Regions from separate parts of the Rattus norvegicus genome. Here region 2 is linked to region 1. The links are chromatin contacts, called in public Hi-C maps. All regions are on one chromosome and are shown on one strand. The core of a region is the stretch at or near the end of the contact, and the rest is flanking DNA. Distances in the headings are between cores, read along the strand shown.

Region 1 (6,880 bases), core at 3,145-5,644:
AGAAGAGACATTTTGCGGGAGTGGGGGTTGGGTGGGGTGGTGGTACCCTTCATGTGGTCAGATGGCTCTGGAGTTTCAGTCCCCAGAAACATCCAAAAGGAGGCTCAAGGCAAATAACATGTGACTGAGAAAGGACCCAGGTTACTACCTTCTCCCTCACTGCAGAAGCGGAGGGAACAAAAGGAGCCTCCATTGGACTAGTTTATAACTGAATGCCATTCTAAAGAAGTTCTTGGAGTATGTGCTTGAGTGACTTATCTAATATGGGCTTCATTCATGTGCCACAAAGGAGACACTCACACCATTGAGAGGCAGGGGTGACATTCTATACCTTTGAAATGAGCCAAGTTGAGGCTGTGTTCAGAATTAACCTCTGGATGGACAGAAAGGTTCTCCATGAATTGCTTGGCTCGGGCAGGGATCTAGGCTATCCTTTTTGTTTTGTTTTGTTTTAATTTTTAACTGTGTGATTCGGTTCTGGGGCTCTTTGGGCTCTGAAATTGTCAGGCAGTCTGTCTCTCTGCAAAATGGGATCTTGGGTAGCTTTGTGGCCATGTAGAGTCATTGTCACTTCCCTGCCTCTCCAATAGCGCTTTCCAAACCATGGGTCACAACCTCTTAGTGAGCCAGGAAGGTAGTGAATTTTTAAAAGGTAATAGAATAAAGAAGGAAACTATCAGTTTTTGCAGGTATCCAGAGGAAGGGTTGCTTTTCTGTAATACTTGTTTTAGTTCTGTCTTCAAAGCCAGTAAAATCCCTATAGATAGGTCAAGTCTCAACCAACAGTTTCTAAAGCAAGAAGACAGTATATAGTAGTGGTTCTTAACCTGTGGGTCAAGACTGATTGGGGGAGGTATCAAAAGACTCTTTCACAGGGGTCACATATCAGAAATTCTTTATATCATATTTTTACATTACGATTCAAGACAGTAACAAAATTACAGTTACAAAGCAGAAACAAAGTAATTTTATGGTTGGGGGTCATCATAACACAAGGAAATGTATTATTGGGTCCCAGCACTAGGAAGGGCGAGGACCACGGCCTTAGAGGCTCTCTGTGCAGTCTTTGCAGTGTGTGCCTTGTTGATGTGGGGACGTGGAGTGGAACACATGAGCTGTATGTACCTCTATGACACGAGGGCTAAAAAGCTTTTACATAGATTGCGTCCTTGACTCTGTGATTTGAACTTCCAAATCTTGAGACCTATAAAATCAACATGTTCCTCTTTATAGGCAGGGATAAGGAGGGGGAGGGGCATAGCTGTACCTCATCTTTCCAAGGCTGGTGTGGAACCAGAACTAACCATTTTCCTTTGTTTTCTCTTGTTGGGGAGACCAGGGATGTTGAACCAAGGAAGGATGTAGGAAGACAGGGACACGAGTCAGGAGCCAAGCATCTGATATGACATCCTTTTAGCACAATGAGCTATAGAAACTGGCTCTCTAGTGGCTCAGTTCATGAGGACCTGGGAACTCTAAAAGCTAAGTGTACACAGATTGCTATAGTTGTTTTAAAGCCCAGGCTTCATCTCCATTGCATGGTGGCCCTTTCCTTGTTTGAAGCTTTACCTTTCAACAAGTAGCTATGTAGAGGGAAAGAAAGCTCATCCCTCACAGGGAAGTATGCAAAACACTCACACACACACACACACACACACACACACACACACACACACACACACACACACACATGCCCGCCCGCGCACACAGGGTTTGAATGTTTGAATGTGAAATAGCTCCCACAAGCTCTTGGTTGTCTAAGTGGTAAAACTACTTTGGGGATTGTAGAAGTTGTAGAACTTTCTGGATGTGAGACCCAACTGGAGAACACTGGGCTTGAAAGTTATAGCCTAGCCCCTTGCTTCTGGGCTGAGTCCTCTGCTTCTTGGTCAGTACTATGGCCATATGAGAACCTACCTCATTTTTGTTGCCATGGTGAGCCTTTCCTCTGTCATCCTTTCTCTACCATAATGGATGGTACTCCTTAAACAGTGGGACCCCCCCCAAAAGGCTTCTTCTACCTTAAAATACCTCCATTGGGTATTTTTAACAATAAATAACTAACTGGGCTGGAGAGATGGCTCAGCGGTTAAGAGCATTGACTGCTCTTCCAGAGGTCCTGAGTTCAGTTCCCAGCAACCACATGGTGGCTCACAACCATCTGTAATTGGATCCGATGCCGTCTTCTGGTGTGTCTGAAGATAGCTACAGTGTACTCATATAAATAAAAACAAACAAATCTTTTTAAAAAATTAAAGGAATTGACATATACCTCTAGTTACCTCTTTTGTTTACTTCTGACAAAGCTAGCTCTGGGTATTCTCTCAGAAGTAGAATGTCAGAATCATAAGGCTCGTGTCACACACCCCTACACCTCCATTGTTTCCTCCTCCCATGCCTCCTGGTCTCCTTGTCCCTGAGAGTAGTACAGTAAGAATGGCAGGGGCAGCTGGGTGTGATAGAACATGCTTTTAATCAGGAGGCAGAGGCAGATGGATCTCTGAGTTCAAGACCAACTTGATCTACATAGTGAGTTTCAGGGTGGCCAAAGCTACATGGTGGGACCAGTCACTACTGAATCAGGCTGTCCCTATTCCTAGGACGTCCCAGGAACTGTGTTAACTGATCTCTGTGCCCCACAAGCTGGCCATATTACTGTCATCCTTCTATTTGGGGTCAAAGGGAAGCACTGGAAAGTTACATCATGTCACCATATAAATGTCAAGCAGTGTGACATGAGACTCCCAGTCTCAATCACTAAATAAATATCCTATGATGAATGACCCCATGTCACTGGGTTCACTCCTAGATCCAGCCTGACCATCCCAAGCAAGCTGCATTAGTAGTGTGGCCACCCTCTTCCAACATCCAGATGTTAACGTGGCCCTCCACCCCTGTCTCTGTCTCTTTACTGAGAGGTAGAAGGTGCCGATCAGCTGCCACCTGGAGTCTCAGCCTCCGTCCTCATGAGGACTCCCAGTCGTCATCATGCATGGAGAATGATGCCACTCTGAGAGTCTCCTGTAGCTCTCCATCATCTTCGGAAAGCATTTGAGATCTTCCCGAGAGAAGCACGGGGCAAGAACCTTCAGAAGCAGCAGCACCGCGTACAGTCTCTGTTCAGTTCCCAGAGGGTCACAGAGGGCGCACACTTCTCTCGTGCTTCTGTGCTGGGGCCTCTGGGTTAATTCCACAAGGGGAATCAGACCCTTGTTGCATCATGGAGGTGCTCGGGAACTATGGAAACGAAAGAAGTGAAAGAAACTCTTCTCCCGGGGCTGGGGATTTAGCTCAGTGGTAGAGCGCTTACCTAGGAAGCGCAAGGCCCTGGGTTCGGTCCCCAGCTCAGAAAAAAAGAACCAAAAAAAAAAAAAACTCTTCTCTCTCAATCACCCACAGAGCCCAGGGGAGATCTGGTCCTGAGGAGTGACAGCCCCCACTGCAGCCCTCTCCTCCTGATTAGCTGCAAACTTTGCTCCTCGCCTTTGGCTGCACTGGGGACTGCAGGGGTTTGCTGGGAAGGAGACTGTTTTAAGAATCTGCCAGCAGGTTTGGGTGACAGCTTTCTTCTTGCTGGTCACTCAGTCCTGGAGCCTCCCTCAAGGGTTCCCAAACACATTCTTCCTCTGTGTGTGTGTGTGTGTGTGTGTGTGTGTGTGTGTGTGTGTGTTTCACCAAGGGAAGCCACAGACTTACATCTTGGGTTTGCAGGCAGAGTCCCTGTCATCAGTTTCTGTGGGGTGGGAGAGGGAGGAGGTTGCTGAGAAAAAGGAGAAGAAAGCAAGCAGGGACAAAAGTCCCCATTTACACCAGGGCCTATTGCAAGATTCAGCTGATGCAGCAAGAAAACAAGATTGGGAAGAAGTGAGAGGGGAATGATTTATGTGCTGTGCCTGAAGTGCCATAGAAGATTTTTAGGTGTCTCCCAGGCTGCCCAGGGACCTTTAGCAGCAATTAGAGTCCTCAGCCCAGGCCTGGCCATCCTACCTACATCCTCCTCACCTTTCAGGGCTTTCTGGCTCTGCTTCTATCTAGTCTCTTGGGTCCATGATTTCGAAATTTGTTCCTCCCTGCCAGGCCTCCTCTTCTTTTGTATATCTGGGTGAAAACAGGACACTGGGACCAGAGAGGACACTATTGAGAGTTGGGATTCTAGAAGAAGGTGCCCTGGCTGGGCATCCGGATTCTTCAGTTTGCAGCTTCTATTCTCCTTGCTGGAGTCCTCAGCCACCATGCATCCCTCATGCCAGGTCTTTGAGTTGGGGCATGGACCTGGTCCTCATTTAGCATGAGAGGCCAACTCTCTCTGGTTTTCGGTCAACACTACCTCTCGGGGTGTTGATATAGAAAGGTCACTAGTTCACGTGCCATTCCCAGGGCAGGCTTACCCCCTGACTTTGAACTCTGTGGAGCTAGTCAATGTAACTTAGATGGCAGATAGAGGCTCTGAGACACTCCTGGGAGCAGCTTTCCCGTAATGGCATTGGATCAGCTACATTCTCTGTGCTTTGTTAATAGCGTATAGGTCCTGAATACTAGATCAGGTGGGAGAGAGTACTCAGCATAACATGTAACTCGGTAAAGAACATGCAGTGTGTCTGACCACATTAGACTGGAGGTTACAGCAAGACCCATGACCTTCAAAGCACTGGGTCTGTCCCAGTGACATAGGAAGGGATTCTTCCACTTCTTAGCTGCTTTTGGTGAAGCCTTGTTGATAGACAGAGCAGTTCTGAGGAAACCTGCCCTTTGCTCTGAGTGCCTGGCAGGGCGATAATACCAGAGGAGGAGAAAACAGGTATGGGCTAGGACAGCATTGTGCTGACCCTGGAATCAGAGTGATTAGCCTGCTGTCCCTCCCATTGGTCACCCGTAAGAGGATCTTGTCACTTACTGTTCTACACACATTAGATACCAATCAAAAGCTAAAGAAAGAAGAGGCTTCGTGGGGCTTTTAGAACTTGGATTGTCTCAAAAGCTCTCCGTCAGGTTGCTGCCCCGACCCCCATATTAGGTAAGCACTCTGGGTAAGGTGGCATAGATGTCTCCCTCCTCCAGCCATCAGGGTGTCTGTTACCTGTCACTGTTCACTGTCATCAGTAATCTAGTCTGATGTAGCTCTGCTGCTCCTGCTCAATTTGTTCTTTTTAATTGGCCGTGGGTTTGGCAACAGACACTCAAGTTTATTAGCCTTGTGTATAGAATAAGAATAGAAGCATTGAGCAGTGAGTGACTCAAGAGTCCCTGTAAGTCAAGAGCATTAACTTGCTATGTGGGCACCGTGATTTCTGTTAGCCTTTCCCAGGTCCTGTCTAGGATTTTCTGGTACATGTCTGGCTTTTCAGATGGAAATGTCTAAGACAGTTATGTGCAGACAGGCAAAGGGACATGAGCCATGACGAGGACAGCTTACCACGACCTCCATCAATGCTGTCTCCTGAAGTCACTCTAAGGTCTCCACGTTTGGTTAGCTGAGGGATGCCAAGTGTCTGCTGGAGAATTGGCTGTTTGCTGACAATTACTCCAGACAGTTTGCAAGAGCTTAAGTTGGCCCAGATGTACATACATCCACCTGTTCAGGTGCCGGGAAGCAATGACACAGGCTGTGATTCCTTTTTTATAAATCTTCTCTCTATAAAGCTTCCCACATTCTGTCCTTCTCCACCACAGGATGATGCGTCCTTCTTCACTGGCCTAGGGATACTCGTTGCCTGCATGCTGTCTGTTTTCCTCTTCTTTGCTACACCCTGGTTGAGTTCCATCCCTGTCATATACCCTTCAGAGAAACCCTAGCCCGGCTCCCTCTGACTTCTGTACAAGTTCTGCCCAGCTTCATTCACAACTAAGCCTTTGGTCCTGACGGCATACCAATGACTTATGATTTTTGTTTGACCTTCTCCGTCTGTGTGAACAAGACTTTGTAGCCCTGAGTGCACAGTGGCATTGTGGGAACCTTTTCAAACTCTGTGGCTGAGACTAGAGTGCTATTAACTCGGACCTGTGCTTTTAAGAACTGTTAAAATAATCATAGGAGTTGCTCAAATTTTCAAAAAATTGTGCAGTGAGGTCCTTGTTCATTTTACACAGCTTTCCCCCCCATGGTCACATTGTGCAGAACTATAGTATGAAGAGATGACGTGCTAAGGGTCTTTCTGTAAATCCACACTTGGAGCTGGGACGGTGTGTGCAGGGTTGCTGGAGACCTCCTCTGGCCTGCTTGCACAGATAGCTATTTGCAGGGCTCACAAATGAAATTGAAAATAGACCAAACAATGTGACAGTTTTCTGCTGCTATTTTTTCTTCCATGAGCAGAATGTTCAGCATTATTTTTCCCCGTCTTTGTGCAATCCTGCAAGTGAGAAATAATCTGATTGGTACACCGGCTGATGCTGTGGAGAAGTCTGCTGTCCGCAGCAAAGGGAGAGATTTCCAGGAGCACATCTGGGGTCTTAGAGGGCGAAAGGGTTGACGTGTGGTCAGCTATGCCATACCCGGGTACTGAGGAGTCTGGGAAATCCATGGATCTCACCCTGTCTGTGGATATTGGCCTTGGGATGCCTGTTTTCTCTACGGGATTTGCAGAGGTTTTAGCTGGAAAACCATCAGGCAGTGTCATGGCCCATGAATGCAGAAAACAAAAGTGAGAGTACCTCAGACTGGGACTTCTTTTGTTTGAGGCTTGGTCAACTGAATAGTTTAGGAGTACTCTGGGTGGCTACTAGCTTGCTTTCCTGGAGGGTTTCATCACCCACTCTGTGCCTGTCAGGGATACTTGCTTCTTGGGATACAAAAATGAATGGTGTCCTGATTGACTAGGCATCCACCTCACTAGGTCGGGCTTGACTCTGTTTTCTGTTTGCTCCTGAGGAGAGGTGAGTT
Region 2 (6,880 bases), core at 1,826-4,325, 40 kb before region 1:
AGCTCCATCCTTTCCTGCCTCTCCTTCATTTTTCCTAGCATGGAGACTTACGGAGTTGCTTATTGGCCAGGATAGAGATGTTCACATAGAGCCTGGTGGTAATAGTGCCGGAGACAGACACAGTCCTGGCGTTGCATATCTTTTGTTGGGTGTATGATACAGTCCCTGGTCTGCACATGATACATGCAGAAACCCATATAGTCCTAAACAAGTGCCAATACTGTTATCTATTCATGGCCCAGGAAGATTGGGTATCAGCCTGACTGTTGGTGCTGGAGCCCATGTGTGGTTGTCTTGGTCTCTGCACATGGGGAGCATGCCAGGGACCCTGCCTTCTTCCATGTAAACTGCCATAATCTTGTTCAGAGCATAGTTGATCTGTGCCCACCAGGGCAACATCAGTTCAGCCTGCAGTGCAGAACAAACCATTCCCTTCTCCAGGGAACACTTGTTCTCTACTCCTCTCTGCTTTTACCACATGCCGTGAGAGCATCAGTGGCCCTACTGAGTATATTAAGTTTGGGACTCTCTGAGAAAGGGCACTGGAAGAAGCCAACAGTACCCTAGGAAACCCTAGAGGTTGCTTCTTACCCCCATACTCCTCTTATTCTTCCTGAATGGTGGTTACTCTTACCTTAGCGGTTACTTGGGTTACTGTGTTACAGTAAGAAAAATAACTAAGGCAGTGTTTTTGAATTAGGTTGGTCATGAAATCAAGAAAATCTTAATGAAGTACATATTTCCCTCCTTTTTCTTTTCTTAATACACTGTGGTAAGAATTTAATAACATTTTGTGTGTGAAAAATACTACCATAATGGAGTGACACAGTATGTAGGGATGACCATGATTTGCTCAAAGGTCTCTCTGGCTTACACAATGGTGCTATCTCTCATCTATACCATCTTCTATGGCAGTAGGCAACCAAATATTTTATGGGACCCAACTGGGGCTTAATGAGTGGATAGCAAAACCTGGGCACACAATCAGCCACTATCAGGAGAATGCTCTATATGCCCAAGAGAGAGAATCAAGCTGGTATGGTGTATGAATCCCTCTAGCAACAACTTTCTATTTGCATAGGAAATCACATAGAAGAAGCGGGAGGCTAGGCTGGGTACAAAACTGTGTGTGTAAGGGCACCTGTGGGTTGAGTGGTTAGATCAGTAACATAGCCAGCACTAAGTTCTATGAGATGGCCTTTAGTGGACCTAATGTGCTGCCTCTCAGTAGGTGAGGATGTTAAAACCATTACCTGGCTCTTTTGCCCTTCTAGGAAATCGGCTTAGCATACAGGCTTTACTGAGAGTGGTCCACAGAGTAATCAAATGTGGGAAATGTAGAGGATGTATAAAGCTGTAGTTACACAATTCTTAAAAGATACAACCTCAGCCAACCCCCTAGCCAACCCATCCCAGGCAACCCAACACAGACAGCCCAGCACAGACAGCCCAACACAGACAGCCCAACACAGACAGTCATTCATTTCTTTCTCAAGATTTTTAATTTAAGGGTGTATTGCTAAGGAGTAAGCCCAGGTTCTTGCCCTTTCTAGGCAGGTGCTCTATGACTAAGTTTATATACATAGACCTCAACATAGCTTAATGTCTGTGTGAATCAAGATATGACATCAGGACCTATCCTTTTACGTTGAAGCTAAAATCATCCATGATCAGAATGTACAAAAGGCAGAATGTGGGCCTCTTTGTCAAGCAGGGAGTCAGTTTCTGATCAGCACCAGCTGAGTAGAAGGGCACTACAGAGAAGTTGAGATGGTTTGCTCCATTCAGAAATTTGAAGAAGAGGATGAAGTATGTGGTAGAGAGAGTTTTTAAACCAAGAGCATTCAGACCACAGAACAGAATATTAAGGAAGGCTGGAGTTGGGTAAGATTGTTACCCATAAATGACCCTGGTCTGGCTCAGTTTGTTATCAGAGGTATTTAAAGAAAAAGGGGAAATTAAGGCTTGGAGGAATGCATGAGACAGAGCTTCATTTGTGCTGGTAGGTCCATGGCTCTCCATGTGCTCACCATGGGATCCTTCTGTTATTGTGAATCTTGGAATGGAGGTGCATATTTTCAAAAAAGGGAGCTATGCCAGAAACAATTTCATTTGAAAGAGATATCCATTTCAGAAACAATGGGAAACTTGAAAGCTGCTGCGTGTTGGTCTTCCTCAGTTTCCTCCTCGGTGTCCTTGGGCAGCAGTGTTTTTCTTTCATCATAAAGAAAAGAAGCAGAGAGCAGGTTAGCTAAGAAGGACATATAAAGGCAGACTGAGTCCAGGGACACAGGGAAATAGTGTCATGACCAGAAACAGCAGCTAGTAGAGATGTTGGCTGAACAAGCAGAGGGAAGGAGATGGCTGGCTGCCTGCGTCTGTAAATCTAGAAACAGCCTAGAGAAGAGGGCACAGAGATCATGGCTGTGGGGCTGCTGTCAGGCTGTCTTATACTCTGAAGGAAGAGGGAATACACAGAGTGATGGTGCAAATGGGTCCCTGAGAAGACGGTTCTATTGATTTAGACCCTCAGTAGTTTGATGTCTCTTTATACAGGTTTGGGACTTTGCAATCCCCCAACTGCAAGCAGTCCAGTAAACAGTAGGTTTTTAACCCCCAAAATTATATTGTTATATTATATATATATATATATATATATATATATATATAATGTTATAATGTCACTGGATCACTGTGGCTCAGCCTTCATTCCTGGCTTAATCCATGGATCAGTTCATATCTTAATTATATTATTTGAAAGTGATAGAGATGTGGGGCCTGATTGGAGGAAGTGTGTCACTGGGAACATGTTCTCCGGTCTTGTATTTTGTCCCTAACCCCTTCCTGTCATTCTCTCTGCTGCCTGAATGCCATGGGGGTAAAAATGTCTGTTTTACCACGCCCTTCCGCCATGGTGTTCTGCTGAGCTGTAGGCCCAGAAACAAGGCATCCAGCCAGTCAGCCGACTTTTGAACTCTGAAAACATCAGCCAAAATAAACCTTTCCCCTTCCAGTTGTTTTCCCAGGTATCTTGTCATAGTCATGAAAGCTGTGACTTACTCACTGCCAGTGAGATTAGCCTTTGCTGTCAAAACACAGCCACAATGAAGGGAAAGGCACAGGGCACTGGCGAAGCAACACCTTCCTGCTGGGCACGGCTTCCTGTGCCTCCACAGACTTGACAGGATCGAGACCTAGGAAGAAAGAAGTATGAAATGTGTCGGACAAATCTTGCTGTGAGGACCACTCGCCTGTGACTGTGGGACACAGCTGGTCAGATTTCTTTGCAGAAAAAGCCAGTGAGACCTTTAGAGACATGTGACTGCAGCACAGGCCCAGCAAACATACCTGACACTTCCTCAAGCAGTGGGTGGCAACCCCTTTGGGGGTTGAATGACTGTTTCACTGGGGTTACCTAAGACAATTGGAAAACACAGATATTTACATTATGATTCATTATAGTAGCAAAATTACAGTTAATGAAGTAGCAACAAAAATAAATTTGTGGTTGGGAGTCACCACAACAAGAGGAACTATATTAAAGGGTCACAGCATTAGGAAGGTTGAGAACCACTGCTCTAGCAACAACAGGCCAGCTGATGATGCCTTACTTGTAAGTCTGTCATACCGTGGTAAGGTACATCAAAAGAAGGCATATAGAAAATTCAGCAGGCAGAACATCACTTATTAGGGAAACTGGGTTCCACAGTTAACCACAATTTTTACATACATTTGTGAGCCTGACCTCAGAAAGTCTAGAGTTGTTCTTGGTCACTATTCTATAACTTGTACTCCAGCTGGGACCTGATCTATTGGGCACACTTTATAAGTTCTTCCAGATGCCAGGGTGATAGAATGGCAACAAAGGCCAGCGTCTAAAAGACAGAAAGAAGAAGAGGAGGAGGAAAGATGCCACGGGGAAGCAGCCATGAGAATCTAGAAAGAGAACGTAGGTGGCAGGGAAAGTTGCCCATTTGAGAAAGTCAGCATCTTGAGGCATTCCCAGGAAGATAGGGGGAGGGAAGGACATCTGTTAGGTCGTGGGAGAAGGGCTGGGAGCTGGGATGTTCCCTCTGTCTTTCCAGGCTCCCTGTCCTTCCTTTCTCTGCTTGCTGATTGTCAATGTCATCTGCACCTGCAGCCTCACAGCAGCCATTGTCCTCTGCCAACTCTGTGGCTCTAGGCACCAAAATGCAGGCCATTGACACTAAGCCTTCCCATTTGCTCCTGACAGACCTTCGACTCTGTCCTTTCCAAGCTCGAAGTTGTCCTCTCTTTGGTCTTTGTGTCACCCAGGCAACCCTGAAGGACAAATGTGATGATGGTAGAAGGGCTGGGGCTCTGCTAAGGGACAGTGAGCCTGTGACTTTCCGCAGCCTCAAACAGTAGGTTATCCTCTCACCTGTGACCCACTGATAGAGGAGTCCAGGAGCAGGAGCATCACAACGACATACATCTTCACCAGAAGCATTGATGGCATGTCACTTCATGGAGCATTGGCACTTCCTGTCCTGGATGGAGCCTTGACACACCTCTGTCCTTGTTAGGCTGTGTCTCCTTTGGAACGATCCTTGTCCGACACTCAGCACTTGCTGGCCTTGGGTAGACCATTCTTTTATAGGCTCTCTGACTAGAGCCAAAGCAATAAGGAGTGTTACTTGACTGAATAGGTTTTTATACTGTGGTAGAGCCAGGATATTTTTATACAATTATGATATGAAATATAAAAAGATATGAAATAAACTCTCAAAGAAGAGCTTTAAAAAGGATCTCATTCATTACTACCCTCAAAAAGCTGAGCTTCCTGGAACGAGCACATGGAAATACAACCTTGAGCCCTGTGTGCAGTGGACTGTATTACCAAGCACAATGTGCTCCCAACTAGGGAATGAAAGCAGGAGCTGAGAGAGCTTCCTTGTTATTCTCAACTCAATTTATAAGCATTTGTGGACGACTGTACAAATCCAGAAGAGTTAACCATCACCTTTTAGCTCCTAGCCCACCGTGAAGCTCAGCGTTCTGAAATACTGAAAATGGAAGCAAACAACTTGGCCAAGGTCTTATCCATGAGGCCACAATTCAAGTGATAGGCAGCTTCATGGTAGATACTAGCTGGAGGTGAGAGTGAAGCCCCATTGGGAGACTTAGGCTCAGTCTCTGTTCTAAATGAGAGCACACTATGAAACTGAGGCCAAGCACATGGGTTATTGCTGGAAGGATCCAAGGCTCCAGCCACTATCGATAGTCTAGGGTTGAGGAAGATGGGTCTGTACTACTCCCAGTCTTGGCGTGTTCTTACGTGCTTACAATGGACTGCTTACCAAGAACAATTTTTTTTTCTTTTTTCTTTTTTTCAGAGCTGGGGACCGAACCCAGGGCCTTGCGCTTGCTAGGCAAGCGCTCTACCACTGAGCTAAATCCCTAACCCCACCAAGAACAAATTTTTAACAAATTAAATGTGAGAATAGCTGTCAGCATATTTTGGGAAAAGAACTTCATGATGGTACTGAACTCTACTTCTAGAAGCAAGCATTATCTCTTATATCAGTCCCCTTTGCTCATTGCTCCTGGACACCTCAGGTGTCTGCCCCAAACCCTGTAAATCCCAGTGGTGTTGCTACAAAAAGAGTCAGATACAATTTTTTAAAAAATTCTACTTATAGACAAACATCCCACAGCAGCCTCTGTGCCCTGACCCCTGTGTAGTTAGCTTTTTCCACAAAGAAGTACCCAGTAATCACTGTTCATGCTGAAATATTTGATTTATTCTGTGGAGGTCCATTGGAGGACCTTTAAAAAAGGAAACTGTGGAAAAACATTTGCCTGGCAGCTTTAGGAATGGGATGGACGAGCAGAAAGAATTACGAGCACACACCCTTGGAATTGTTATCTTATTAAACCCGTGTTCTATGAGCCTACAGATTTTCCAATGCAGTTGGGTCTCTTGCCTCTCGACAGTGAAATCGCTCTCCTTTGCCACAGAATAAATTACCTGTCAGGCTCTTTTAAGCAGTTTCGGGGTGGTGAGTTTAAAAACAGTAGCATATGCTTCAGCCAGCAGCAGGCATTGAGTGAGAGTCCTGCCCAAAGTTGTTTTTGTGTATTGCTTGCTGCGTTATGTTGGTCCAGAGTGATTGACATCTGCACTGAGAGGTAACAGCCTCCAAGGACTGAGAGCTAGCACTCTTCAGGTGGCTTAAGGATGTAGCTCTAACAACTTATATCCTCAAGTAGCCCCAGGAAAGGTAAACTAAGGCTAAAATCTGGAGAGTCTGGTGTTTTCTTGCAGGTTGAAGCTCAGTAGATTCTTGGCTGCCTCACATGTGGGCAGTTTGGAGTGTGTAGATGGCCCCACTATGAAGATAAATATATATCTATGACAGCATGGCACAAACCCACACAGACGGATCCATCTGCATGCATACACAGAGTAAGGTTTTCCAATTAGCCAGCCAAATGCATTTATCCTAATCTCATAAAGCTTCAGAAGGAACCGTACTGCTCATTCCATGTTAAGACGACATTTTCAAGGGCCAGAAACCAGATGTTTCTCACCTGGGTAATCCTCGAGTCAGCAGGGCATAGAAGACCGTGTGTGTGTGTGTGTGTGTGTGTGTGTGTGTGTGTGTGTGTGTGTGTGAAAAAGCGGTTGCTTAAGGACTTAAAGAAAAAGGAGAAGAGAATAGAAAGAATTACTGACACTTTGGCTGGTTGCCTATCATGCAACCCTGACTTCACTTTAGAAATTGTACCTTCACTAGTGGTTTGCAAATGGTTGATTCTACAAGCAGTTTGAGCAGCAGAAAATGCCTCTCACTCTCTCACCAATATTCTTAGCAAACACCTCTGTCACCTGAGGTGAACGGGATGGGTTTCCATG

What was found. Hi-C and Micro-C count contacts between places; a contact is called where the count stands out from the background.
Region 2: a Hi-C map of liver shows a contact between it and region 1, with 2.6 times the contacts expected there. The contact joins two enhancer-like sites. A contact is called at or near these places in 3 of 12 Hi-C or Micro-C datasets (kidney and liver).

Annotation. Positions count from the first base shown.
Region 1 is chr4:61,953,650-61,960,529 of GRCr8, reverse strand. The region is part of intron 3 of Plxna4 (plexin A4); the gene reads left to right. Among named protein-coding and RNA genes, the nearest start is that of Plxna4, 170 kb to the left of the region's middle. Within about 2 kb of position 4,394, at least 1 of the 93 cell types and tissues checked has an H3K27ac peak or open chromatin away from gene starts, as enhancers often do. A contact at or near this core is called in liver, where this site is marked.
Region 2 is chr4:61,991,901-61,998,780 of GRCr8, reverse strand. The region is part of intron 3 of Plxna4 (plexin A4); the gene reads left to right. Among named protein-coding and RNA genes, the nearest start is that of Plxna4, 130 kb to the left of the region's middle. Within about 2 kb of position 3,075, at least 4 of the 93 cell types and tissues checked have an H3K27ac peak or open chromatin away from gene starts, as enhancers often do. A contact at or near this core is called in liver, where this site is marked.